2 separate regions of the Ovis aries genome follow, and region 1 is linked to region 2. A link is a contact called in public Hi-C data. All regions are on one chromosome and are shown on one strand. Each heading gives the region's core, a stretch centred on a gene start, on an enhancer-like site or on the middle of the called end of the contact. The rest is flanking DNA. Distances are from core to core; before and after follow the strand shown.

Region 1 (6,539 bases), core at 879-3,378, 140 kb before region 2:
CAAATAGTTCAGTAAATGGCAAGATATTCCAGGAGCTCTTGAACAAGATGACCCATGGGCTGGGGTTCAAGTTATTTTATAATAGGGGCCACAAGTGATGCTGAAGCTGAAGCTCCAATAATTTGGCCACTTGATGTAAAGAACTGACTCATTAGAAAAGACCCTGATGCTAGGAAAGATTAAAGGCAGGAGGAGAAGGGGATGACAGAGGATGAGATGGTTGGATGGCATCACCAATTCGATGAACATGAGTCTGAGCAAACTCTGGGAGTTAGTGATGGACAGGGAAGCCTGGCATACTGCAGTCCATGGGGTCGCAAAGAGTCAGACACGACTGAGCGACTGAACTGGACTGAGCTAAGTGTTAAGTCACTGGCTTGAATAATTTTGAAGGTTAAAAGATGAAAACACACTACCCTGGAGTTTAAAACTTACATAGAAATTAGTACGGTATGGATGGGCTGGAGGAGGCATGGCAATCCACTCCAGTATTCATGTCTGCAGAATCCCATGGACAGAGGAGCCTGGTGGGTTACGGTCCATGGGGTCCCATAGAGCCAGACATGACTGATGCTAACACACACACACATATATGGATGGAAGCTGTTTTATTTTACCTTAAGGACTCTGGGAGATGGGCAAGGCAAGTGTTATGCCTCCGTTGTTTCAATAGGTGGGAATGTGGGCTGCAGAGGTTACAACTCTTCCAAGTAACACAGAACTTGTCTTTAGTTTGATTGGTTCTTTAGAGTCAGACATGACTGAGTGACTGAAATGAACAAGTCAGAAAATACCATGAGGATATTTATTTATTTATATTCACAGACTATCAAATAAATAAACATCCTCATAGTATTTTCTGACTTGTCGCCCCCTATTAGTGAAATAAATTGAACCCAAGCCCATTGACCATCTTGTTTAAGAACTCCTAGATGTATATTTATTTATATTCACAGACTATCCAGGGTTTCCGTGGTGGATCAGATGGTAAAGAATCTGCCTGCAATGCAGAAGACCCTGGTTCGATCCCTGGGTTGGGATGATCCCCTGGAGAAGGGAATGGCAACCTACTGCAGTATTCTTGCTTGGAGAATTCCATGGACGAAAGAGCCTGGCAGACTACTGACCATGGGTTGCAGAGTTAGATGCAACTGAGCGACAATCACTTTCACAGACTATCCATATATATTTATTAATATTTATTTATATTTAGATTTTTCACAGCCACTGAAGGCTGATCCTGCTTCCAGTCCTCACCTGCAGTTTGTCTCGATCAGAGGTTTGCAAACCAGGATTTTTGTTTGTTTGTTTGTTTGTTTTGTGTGTGTCTGCAGGCCAGGAGCTGAGAATAATTTTTGCATTTTTAAAGGTTTTTTTTTTTTTTTAAAAAACCACACACACACACACACACACACACACACACACACACAAACATACACAAGACCATGCAATAGAGGCCTTACATGATACCTTACATGATATACAAAGTCAGAAATATTTACCACCTGGTTCTTTGCAGAAAAGCTTGCCCACCCTGGGTTTCGAGGCCTTCTTGGTCTGTCATGTATGGCATGAATTATGGCTGTTCTTTCATTGCATCCTTACAGCCACCCTGGGAAGTAGGTAGGGCAGCCATTTACATGTCCATTTTAACGGTGAGGACACAGAAGCTTGGAACAGTTACATAACTACACCGAGGTCATGGTCACAGTGCCGAGGCCAGTTCTCCTCATTTCCCACCCAGGACTCTTATCAGAAAATCACAGAATCACTGACCCAGCTCATCTTCACAGGGGGCGGAAAAGAAGGTTGAATTGCATCCAAATCGGTTTGAGGGTACTGGGTCTGTCCACCCTTTCTTAGCAGGCAGCTCATTGGGGGAAATTATCATGAAGATGATTTGGAAATGCTGGGAATGTTTAACTAGCCTCGTTAGAGATTTTGGCAGGTCAGGCAAGAGCATGCATCCTCCCCAGCATCCCATGGCTTTGCTTGGAGCCAATAGGGCCCTGCAGTCGGACGCCTGCTCCTTCTTTCCCTCTCCCCACCATTCGCTCCCCTATGTGCCCCGAGTGCACGCTGTGCAGAGCAGCTGGGGGGATGAATGCCCACATTATCCCCCAGGCCTGTCAGCAGCCACAAACCCGGGCAGCTGGTGTGGGGCCTGTGTCCCTGGTGTAAACAGCCGGCCAGCCTGAGTAGCGGCTTGTTCTCTTTGCTGATGCCGGGCCAGGTCTCCCCGATGCTAGGAGCCCCCTCCCACCCTACCCCACCCCGCCGCCCTGGGGCTGAAGAGAAGAGGGACTTTGTGCCCTTAATTCAGACCTTAATCCTCTTGAATGCTACCAAGGTAGAGACACTCATGGGATGGGTCTCTGAGTCACCCACAGGCAGGAGGGGCTGACGGTAGGCTGGCTGCCTGTCGGGGTGGATTTAGGAAGTTTGGACACAAATGGTCAGAGGCTGGACTGCACGTCCAAGCCTTCAAATGTCTTCCTGCTGGTCTCCTGTGGAGAGACAGGGTGCATTCTTAGAGACAGGTTGTTAAGAGGCAAATCTGTGCAGCCATTGCCAACTTGGTGACTCGGGTCACTGAGTAATTGAGTTCCTACTAGGCAGAGACCTGGCTCCTCGGGAGGGAGGAGAAGGTGACAAGATGAAGACAGGCAGGAATGTGTCCCCGCTGACCAAGTCAGAGCCTGAGCACACTCGAGATACACACGAAGACCAAAGGCAGGAGGTCCAGGTCTGGGAGGGGAGGTCACTGCACTGAGGGGCTGGCTCTCTTTACATCTGCCTTTGATTGGCCCTCTCAGGTCCTGTTTCCACAATGACTCAAGCCTATGGCCAGACGCTTCCCTGGTGGTCCAGGGGTTATGACTTCACTGTCCAACGAAGGGGGTGTGTGTTCAATCCCTGGTCAGGGACCTAAGGTTCCACATGCCTAGAGGCCAAAAATCCAAAACATAATCCAGAAGCAATATTGTAACAAATTCTATAAAGACTTTAAAAATGGTCCATCCACATAAAAAAAAAATTAAAAAAACCCAGCCAACCCTAAAGGCCAGTCTCCCCCTGCATTCTCATACAAGTCCCCATCTCCTCCGATCACCCCAAAGCTGCCTCATCTCCCTCTGTCACTATCACGGGGGTCCTTAGACACATCCACGTTGGAAATCTGCAGGTCTTATCAGAAGGAGCAAGTGGAACTTTAGCTCTTTCTGTAGGACTTGTCCTTACCGTGCATTTCTCAGGGTCCTTCTTTCTTTGGACCTTGAGTTATAGTTCTCAGAGCCCCATCCCACTTTAGATTGAGAGCCACTTGAGAGACTACTCCATCTGACTTAGCACAAACATGGTCCCTTGCCCCTGGGAGACATGCAATAAATTTGGAGCCGTTGCAGTGTTTTCCTCATGATTCTTCTGGCCAAATGCTAAGAAAAACTTTAAAAAACCTAGGTAAGGGCCAGCGAGGGGATTAAAGGCAGCTCTAAATCTAAAAGCGACACTTCCTAGTCCAGAACTTTTTTTAAAAATTAATGTTCTTCAGGACACCAGGTTGCATCAGACGTTTACAGACATTTCCAAACTCCTGAGCAATGCACTCGTCCCGGACTGCTGCCAGTGCAAACACTGCAACCATCAGGGAGAAGAAAGAGTCTTCTTTTCCTTCCAGAGTCATTCACGTATAAAGATCAATTAAGATCGACAGAAGACAAGCCTTAGGAAGGCGTTCACCATGCTTTAGCTCTGAAACCACATTTTTCCTTCTCAGTTGTCTACTTTGGAGGTCCCTGATTCTACTTGCCAAGAGGGAACCTGCTGTGTCTGCTTATTTGCTGAATCACTTCTGATTGAACTCAGCAAATAGCAACAAAGAGCTATTTTAATGAGATTTGAAAGTTTAGCAGTGAAAATTGGAAATCACAGCCCATCAGACTATCCAACCACTTGAAACTAACCCACTGAAATATTCTTGTCACTCGCAGGAGTTCTCTTTCTGGCATATATACACCAAATCTTCTTTGTCCATTCATCCACTGGTAGACACTTAGCTTGTTTCCTTGTCTTGACTTTTGTAAAAAAAAAAAAAAATGCTGCAATGATGGGAGAGCAGGTCCCTCTTTCAGATCTTCTTTTCATTTCCTTTGGATATACACACAGAAGTGGGATGGCTTGGTCATATGGAAATTCAATTTTTAATTTCTTGATGAAACTCCATACTACTTCCCATAGTGGCAGCACCAATTGACACAGAAGGTGCCTCTTGATCTCCAACAAAATGAGATTAAGATAGAAGCACTCCACCCTTCTTCTCCCCATATTCTTCTCATTTTCTGACAGCTGGAATTTGTTTTTACACTGTTGAGGTTGATCGTATTACATTTTTTTCCTATAACCATATTTAGGTCTTCTGTGTTCTATCAGGCTGATTTCTCAAAGTGGGAAACCAGTCAACTTTATGTTAATATAAACTGAAAGCATTAATATATTAATCAATTTTCCCCCATACACACTGAGGCAGATGCTGTGCCAAGATTCTGTCGATACTATGGTCCCCAAATCAGGAAGCGTGTGCTAGGTGGTTGGATTCCATTCATGACCCTTTCAGAGTAGCTATCATGCCACTGTTTTATGAGGCTTGTTGACAAGCAGGCATCACTTTCGTTGAGCAGAAAGAAGAGTCTGGCTAGGAGGCTCTCAAGGGTCAAAAACTGTGTGTGTGGGGGTGTTTACTCGAGCAATTTTTAGAGTGTTTACTCTAAAAGTGCTACTTCTCAGAAAGGATGTCAATAACTGGAGAAAAAGAGCTCTGAGTTTTGCTTGGCTGTCAAGGGTCCAGACTCAGAGGTGGGTGAGGAGCCTGTAAGGTACCACCAACTGGCTCGTGCATCTGCAGACAATTGGAATTCTCTCCTCTGCCACCCCATCCCCCACCCCCACCACCATTCTGCAGTATGGCTTCTGAGATCTGATTATCCATCAATGGGCTTTTATTCCCTTCTTCTGAAAATGTGTTGGGGTCTGTCCTTCACTGTCTCTTCCAGTTATCTTGACTGTTAAGTTTATCCCTGTGTTTTTATTTTACTGAGGTCTCTGGAAGAAGGAGAAAACCACAGCTGCAAGCATGCAGCTCCTGATTATAACATAGTTCAGTTTTATTATAAAGAGAAATTTCAAACAATCCAGAAAATATATATAAAAAGCAAAGGAAAACTCCATAAAAACCTGCAACTTGGAGGTAACCCCAGATGTCATGATGAAAATTATTCCAAAATCTACTGGCTTTTCCTGTTTTGTGTGGAATTTCTAGAGGGAATTTGCCTATACTTTATTCCCCGGGGAGTCTTCATTCCCCGGAAACCTGTTAAGCCAAAGGTGGGAATAAAAAGAGATGAATGCTCACTACTTCTCATGTTGCAGCCACCATCCCAGGCTTCAGTGAATAAAGAAGCAGTCGGGTAGGCAATTTTTACTAAGGATTGCTTCATCCTTCTCCATTTTTCCTGCTTCTGACTTTCAGAGTATCTTGTGGTGGAAACCTTGCATCCTTTAAACATTCTTTGCATTTCTTTGGAGAGACAGGCTATCTAGAGCAGATTCTTTTGGATTCTTCTTTCTCTGGGTTGGAGAGTGGGTAAATGAGAAATGAAATTTATTGGTGTATGAAAATTCACATTTCATAGTTGGACCAGGCTTCCTGAGTTTTCTTGTGCTCTGAAACAAACAATAAAAAAATATTGCCCATCTCCTCTCCTTTCCCTGCAGAATAGGCCTTCTTGAACGTACAGGTCCTGGGGTGAAAAGGAGGGGTAGTGTGAATAGCTATCCTCTTCATCTGTCTTCCCTGTAGAAACAAGTTCTTTCAACTTTTCTATTTCGCTAGAATTGTGTTAGCTTACTTGCTCGTGTTGAACACGAATGAGAGAAGAGAGAAACTGGGCTCTTCTCCAGTGGATTGCTGCCCTGGCCAGAGCTAGCAGGAACTAACTTTGCCTTCGGCTGTGTGGGGCAGCCCCCAGGGTCAGACATGAGAGAGCTCTCCAAGGGTGGGGGCCTGGCAGACTCGGTTCCGCCGTTCCTCTCATGAGGGGTCCACGCAGGCACCCTCAGGAAGCATCAGATAGCTCTGTGCGTCTCTGGGCCATCAGTCAATGCGCCAAGCCTGGCCTTCACTCCTGACTTGGCCCCAGCTCCTGGCAGAGGAGAGCCTGCGGAGGAGGGAGGGCCTCCAGCCTCACACAGACTTAAAGGGACAAAACCTATTGCGTTGCTTCTCCAAGGAGGACTTGGGAATTCGCTTGAGGTGTTCCTTCTCTTTTCTTTCACCCGCTTGTAAGACATTACTAGACAGTCTGTGCCCCCGGAATGCTGAGATGCCCGGACAGTGAGAAGCAGAGGGCAAGACTCCACCTGAGGTAGTCCTTAGAAAATGGCCTCGGTGAAGCCAGGCTTGACTTTACCTTCCAGGATGTCTGGCTCTAGGTGAGTGATCATGCCATGGTGATTATCTTGGTTGTGAAGGTCTTTCTTGTATA
Region 2 (6,321 bases), core at 2,696-5,195:
TGAGTAGAACATTAAAATATTAAATTTTATAAATACTATGATCCTGATAATATAATGTTTGGGCACAGAATAAATACTGAAAGAAAAAACAGTAAGTTACATTAGTAGTTTTGGCTGGGTGGTGCTGATTCTGTTTTCATCACAATATTTTTCTGTGTTTTCCACAATGTCCACAGTGATCTTATATTAGTTTTATAATCATAAGCATAATACACAGTACAAATTAAAGATATATCTGGATCATACAAAGCACTGCACTAGATATAAAGCTGGGGCATAAAAGCTGTTCTGTTTAATGGAACTTTTAAAAGAGTGGTCCCTACATCAGCATCATACAGAAACTCAGAAACTCTCAACTACGTAAATTACTGATGGGCTCTAGGAGCTTTGGCATATAAATTACTCAAGATCTTTCAAAGATCTTCTCTTCTGTGCTAAGGACATATTCTCATTGACAGAGGCTTACAGAATCCCTTTGCTGGTATTCATTTGCCTGTCCCATAAAACATGACCTAGCAAGTCCCCTTCAGCAATTCTGAAAGAGGGACAGAGGGCCCCAGGTAATATGATGCACCCAGAGCGCGTCTGCAGCTCTGACAGGTGCAAACAACGCCTCTCATCTAAATATAAATGGACTTAAGCAGTTTGGAAACAGTCTTTCCCACTTTCTATTCTGATCAAGCAAAAGAATGCTCTCTTCTTTAGTTCTGACTCTCCATGCTGGTTATTTTTTAATTTAGATTCACTTTGCAATCACTTAAATTCAAAGAGAAGAAATGTTAGAACTCTAAGACGACAGAAAGAAAGAAGAGGATTTCCAAAATCTTGTGTGATTTGAACTGTTTTTGAAATTGTTAAGTTGAGGAGGAGATAAGGTATTAACAACATTTTTTAAAGTTTTCTGGACGAGTGAAAAAACTGACGTTAACACATGCAGAAGGAAACACTATCTAGTATTTAAGCCAGAAAGAGGATCTGATTTTTAATCAATGGAGTGGAAATTCTTTGGGGGAACATATAGAAGAACTCTGCGCCGTTTCCAATTCCTGCCATTCTCTTTCCCATTACCCCTAAACGTTTTCTCCCCCTTCAGGATCCTGCTCAATGGTCACGTCTCAAAATCAGCCTTCTCTAACCTTCCTCTCTTCCCTCTCCCCCACTGACACACACAGTCTTTCTCTTAGCTCCCAGAGATCTGCCTTTCACATGTTCATTCCACATCATTATTTGTCAGTTTAAGAGCTTCCTGAGAGTAAGATAATATATCACTCATTTTTCCATTCCCAGCACCTAGGCTTAAGTTAGTTAATAGTGCACTATAGAATAAATGAACAAATGTGTAAGACACAGCTTAAAAAAGTCACAGATGAACCCAAGTGCAGGATTAAGACAGTGCTACCACTAACAACTACGAAAGAGCAGTTTATGGATGATCATTGGCTATCCTTAGCCACTGGCTTCTTTTTATTTGGGGGAGGAGGACAGGCTTATTAAAGAAAATTAAGGCTACAATTCAATGCCAGATATTAGAAAAGGAACTTGGTAAACATCAACTAAAGGGTTGAAATTTTCCATTTTCAGTTTCCCTCTTTGTTGCTAGAAAATGAAAGCGTGAAGCAAGATTGTCTAAGGGGCAGTACAGCTCTCAGGTTCTGGGGCTCAGGACTGATATGAATTCTCCTGGAATAGCTCTCCAGAGCTTGCAAGCCAGCTCTAGTCCAATATCAAAGACTGTGCTCTTTTCAAATTCTTAGATGCCACACTCCTACCTACCAAGATTGTGGTGTGCCACAACTAACTTTAGCCCCACTCTCCTGGTCTGAAATAGTCACCTAAACCACAGGGGAAAGTATTACCCATGATTTCCTAGATCTATGTAAGGAAGATGCTTCCAAACCCAAATGCTATAAAATTGTATTTACTTGTCCCAACTCCTTCCCACTAGGGTTCAGATCACCCTTTGCCTGCATATGTTTTGCAATACCTGTTGGCTCTTTATCTCTGCCCACTCCTCTAGCATGCTCCCTCCACTTGAGAAATGTAGGCAGCACTTGGCTTCATAAATTTTCAAACTTCTCATCAGCTAATAAAAGGGTGTTTAGAGTTGGCAAAGGAATTATTGCATAGGAATTTCATTTGCCAACTGCCTACCAATAGTTAATTTCCCAGGTGGTCCTTAATTAGATTTATCCACTGAAAGAGAAGGAAGAGGACTAATGATCACCCTTCAGACAGGAAGACTGAGTCTGAGGAAGCTCTCTATAGCACCAAAGACTCCAACTGCATTATTGCAATGGACCAGTGTTTTTGTCTTACATTCGTAGTAAAGTTAGAAGCTCCTTTTAAATCTCTTATAGCAGAAATTCCCATCTGCTATGGTCAACATAATAAATTTTTATAAAGCTAAATATATGCAATATGAAGGACTAGCCTCTACTGTGAGATTAGGCCCTTCCTGAATTTTGTTGTTGCTGTTAAAGAGTTGTGTGCATGTGTGCTTGGTAGTGTCCAGCTCTTTGCAAACCCATGGGATTCTCCAGGCCAGAATAGAGTATTTCTTTTAAAAGTAAAAGGTGGTAACAGAAGATGGTAAGACTTGTTTATGTCTTTACTTGGCACTTTAAAAAGCTGGTAATCCTATACTAATTTCCAAAATACAGTAAAACTGGAAAACGGGGATCCTCATCCCTAAAGTGGTTAGCTCAGCTGGTCACCAAGGAGATGATATCTATGACTACATACATGCATATTTAAATTGATCTCATATGGGTGGAGGGGCTTCTAAACTCTATTCTAAACTCATCATTCTCTACAGATCTCAAGCTGAAGCACAGAAATTAAGCAGGCCCTGTAGATATAGGTTGAATCCGTTCATACAGATTCAAGTTAGGTAGTTTCCTCGGAAATATACCTATCTGCTGCTGCTGCTGCTGCTGCTGCTAAGTCGCTTCAGTCGTGTCCGACTCTATGCGACTCCATAGACCGCTTCCCACCAGGCTCCCCTGTCCCTGGGATTCTCCAGGCACGAATACTGGAGTGGGTTGCCATTTCCTTCTCCAATGCATGAAAGTGAAAAGTGAAAGTGAAGTCGCTCAGTTGTTTCCGACTCTTAGCGACCCCATGGTCAGCAGCCTACCAGGCTCCTCCATCCATGGGGTTTTCCAGGCAAGAGTACTGGAGTGGGGTGCCATTGCTTTCTCCAATACCTACCTGAGAAACCCTCAACTATATATGCAATATTCTGAGATGGGTATTGGTCCTTTGCCTCAATAACAACTTTATTAAAAGGATTTTACTGTATTCCATTCACAAGGACACCCGGACAGTGATGGGCACAAAGCAAGTGTTCAGTAATTACTTATTTTCAACAGTATCCTAGAAGCTGGGGATACTGATCCTGAAAAGGCTCCACTTAAAACGGAGGGAAACGCGTTGGGCATTCTCTCGGGGCTCCCCTGGGCTCCACTTGTGATGGAGGAACTAGCGGTCACCTGTGAACCCCGTGGCTGAAGAGTAAGGCAAAGGCGGGGCCGACGGGACGGGTGAATGGCTCTGCAATCCCGTCCGCGCGCGTAGGGTGACTTTTCCCGGCTAGGACTTTGCCTAGGGAGTGGGAACTGTACCAGGCGCCGGCGTCCAGCCCTCTGGCTGTAACGGGATGCCGTGCAGCAGGCAAGTGCCTCTGCCCCCTGGCGCCCGTTCCCCCGGCTTCGGATGAAATTGTGACCCATCGCCCCCTTCCCAGCCCTTGGAACCCGGCCCTATCGCTCCGGGCGCGCAGCCTATCACGTGGCGCGGCGGTGATGGGGGGGCGGGGGGACCGCGGCTCCGCGGTTATTGGTGGACGGCTTTCGTCTCGGGCGCGCCCATTGGCTGCGGGGGGCGTTCACGGGAAAGGGGGGTCTGGGAAGGGGTCCCGAGTTAGGAGAGGTGGCCTGAAAGTTAAAGAGAGCCGCGCGGCGGCTGGGAGTTAGAGTCCCAGGTGAGGGGCAGCAGGGAGGAGGCGGGCGGGCTGGTCTAGCGCACGGACGGATGCGGCTGCCCGCGGAGGGCGCCCACCTGAGCCCCGGGCCCCGCTCCTGCTGTCGCCGCCGCTGCCCCTGCCACCTTGGCTGGGATGCTGCCGCAGGCTGGCGCCTCTGCACTTCGGGGCTTATGAGCTGTACCAGGTACGTCCCCCAGCAAGCCCGCAAGGCCCGGTGCCCTACCGCAGAAACGGCGACGAGGGCACGCATCAGGGACCCTCTCTGGTTCCTGCCGCACACACTTTCTCAGGCCAGCTTGCAGTTACACTCTGGGCATGGGACACTGTAGAAGGGCTTGAGGAAACTGTTGCTTCCTCGTGGAGAGGGCAATGCAGGGACCAGAGGTTGGATGGAGCCTGGCCGCACCCACGTGATGCACCGGTTGGGGGTCCTGGTCATGATGGGAGGCTGGGGCTGGGAGTCCAGACCACTTTTGGTCCCTACTGTGCCGAGTTCGAACCTGACACTAGGCTTTTCCGCCTGGGAACCGACACTCCTAGAGCTGAGCCCTGGGATCTTGAGCACAAGGGAAAGTCGCGGCGTCTCTCACCCCGCCTCGATTGCCCGTTACAACGTAGGGAAACACACTGGGTGATCTCTCAGGTCGCCGAGGGCTACGGAACACGGATCCGCACCGGCGGCTGGGGCCACTCTGAGCCGAGCCACCTCGGGTCCCCGGCCCCCAGACGGGCCGTCCTGGGCCGGCGGGGTCGAGGTGGCCGCGCGGGGACGCTCTCGTGGCGCCTCTCCGTCCGGGGTGGCCCCGCCGCCCCGCCCTGGTATGATAACTAGGGCTCCTCCTCCTCGTCGTCTTCCTCCCCCTGCCGGTCACAACTCCGGGAACCCAGCCCAAGCCCTGCCTCCCGGACACACACCGAGGCTCACGTAGTCTGGTGGCGGCAGCTTCCCCTGCCACCTCCCTCCGGGTTCTCCGATGCGGCGAGCCAGCTGGAAAGGGGGCTTCCCCGCGGCCCCACAGGGGGGGCCCCCCCCCCCCCCGCCCAGGCGAAGGATCTCGGGGAGGTGTTGGGGGCGGGATGCAGCCCGGGCCTGGCTGGACCCAGGAGACAGTGACCTGTGGGATCTTCGAAGCCAGGACGCCCTGGCCTGCCCCCGTGTCCTGTTCCAGCCACCCTTTTGAGTCCAGAGAAAGAGGTGTGGAAGCGACTCAGTGCAAAAGAGGGAGCAGAGAGCCCAGAACATACTAGAAGGTTTGGGCTTTCTCCTGGTATTGTTTGCTGCAGAAGAGGAGGAAATTGAGAACCTGGAGAGTTGCTAGAAGATGTTGGGGCCTGTGGTCTGTGTGGCCAGGCCTCCCTGGGAGACCCACGGCCCAGGAGAAGCCAGAGGAAGGCCTTCAGGCTGGGGTGCAGAGGAGAAGAGGAAATGGTTCATTTGGCAGGGTTGTCCAGGAGCCAAGACTGAAGTGAAGACAGCTGGAGGATTTACCCCAAAAGTAAAGTTGAGGTATTTAGGGAAAAGTTAGGGGAAAGAAGAACCATCAGGCAGTATTGGCAACCCAGAATGTCAGAGCTCAAAGGGATCTCAGGGGAGAAGCTCAAGCCCAGAGAGGTTGAGTAATTTGCCCTGAGTGCCACAGCGTCATGTAGGCGGTCCTAGGCCAGTGCGCTATATTTCATATTGGACACTTTTAGATGCAGACACTGGGCCATTTTAACTTATCTCTTTCCTATAATATGTAACTTCATCCACAGATATTTATCTCAGAGATGCTTTGGATGGTGGTGACAGAATAAAGGAGTCCAAGTGGCATCTAGGGCTGTGAATAACGGCCCCATGGTCAGAGAACCATGGGAAAGATGCCAACTTTGTTCACACTATGGCAGCCAAACCTTTTGGGAGCAAATAGAGAAATGCCAAAAGGGGTAGGTGACCATGTCTTTAAAACAAAAATTATACCTGGTAACTTGGTTGTGAATGCTTACCTTCACAATGTAGCTTCAGTGTTCCTGGTGAGTTATTGGTGTGTCTGATATTTCTGTCTTTTCTTATCAGGGTGCAAGAGAATGGGGGAGGCAATGTGTTGGCCTCAATACAAAAGAAAAAGATTTGCCTTCTATAAAAGGCACAGCCAGAGAGTCAGTAGTTCAGCTGCTTGAAACTGTGAAGGTTATAGGGTTATTTTCTGTACAAGTTGATAGACTTTAGAGAAAAATCACCATGACGTGTAACCCTCGCAAGCTATCTTGAGAGGGTGTGTTGTTTGTCACTAGTGGAACAGGGAAAGCTTTTATGCAAAACTCTCCATGTTCTCTCTAATTTGCATGGAGTGTTA

What was found. A called contact is a pair of places that touch in the nucleus more often than the background predicts.
Region 1: a contact with region 2 is called in a Hi-C map of liver, with 5 times the contacts expected there. The contact joins the enhancer-like site here to the promoter of PPP1R3B in region 2. A contact is called at or near these places in 5 of 16 Hi-C or Micro-C datasets (liver, mixed tissues, muscle and 2 more).

What each region holds. Positions count from the first base shown.
Region 1 is chr26:24,468,175-24,474,713 of ARS-UI_Ramb_v3.0, reverse strand. No RefSeq gene overlaps it. Among named protein-coding and RNA genes, the nearest start is that of PPP1R3B, 140 kb to the right of the region's middle. Within about 2 kb of position 2,128, at least 10 of the 54 cell types and tissues checked have an H3K27ac peak or open chromatin away from gene starts, as enhancers often do. A contact at or near this core is called in liver, where this site is marked.
Region 2 is chr26:24,332,910-24,339,230 of ARS-UI_Ramb_v3.0, reverse strand. PPP1R3B (protein phosphatase 1 regulatory subunit 3B) reads left to right here and starts at 3,945. Exons shown (of 2, transcript XM_012105852.4): 1 at 3,945-4,169. The coding sequence starts at 4,033.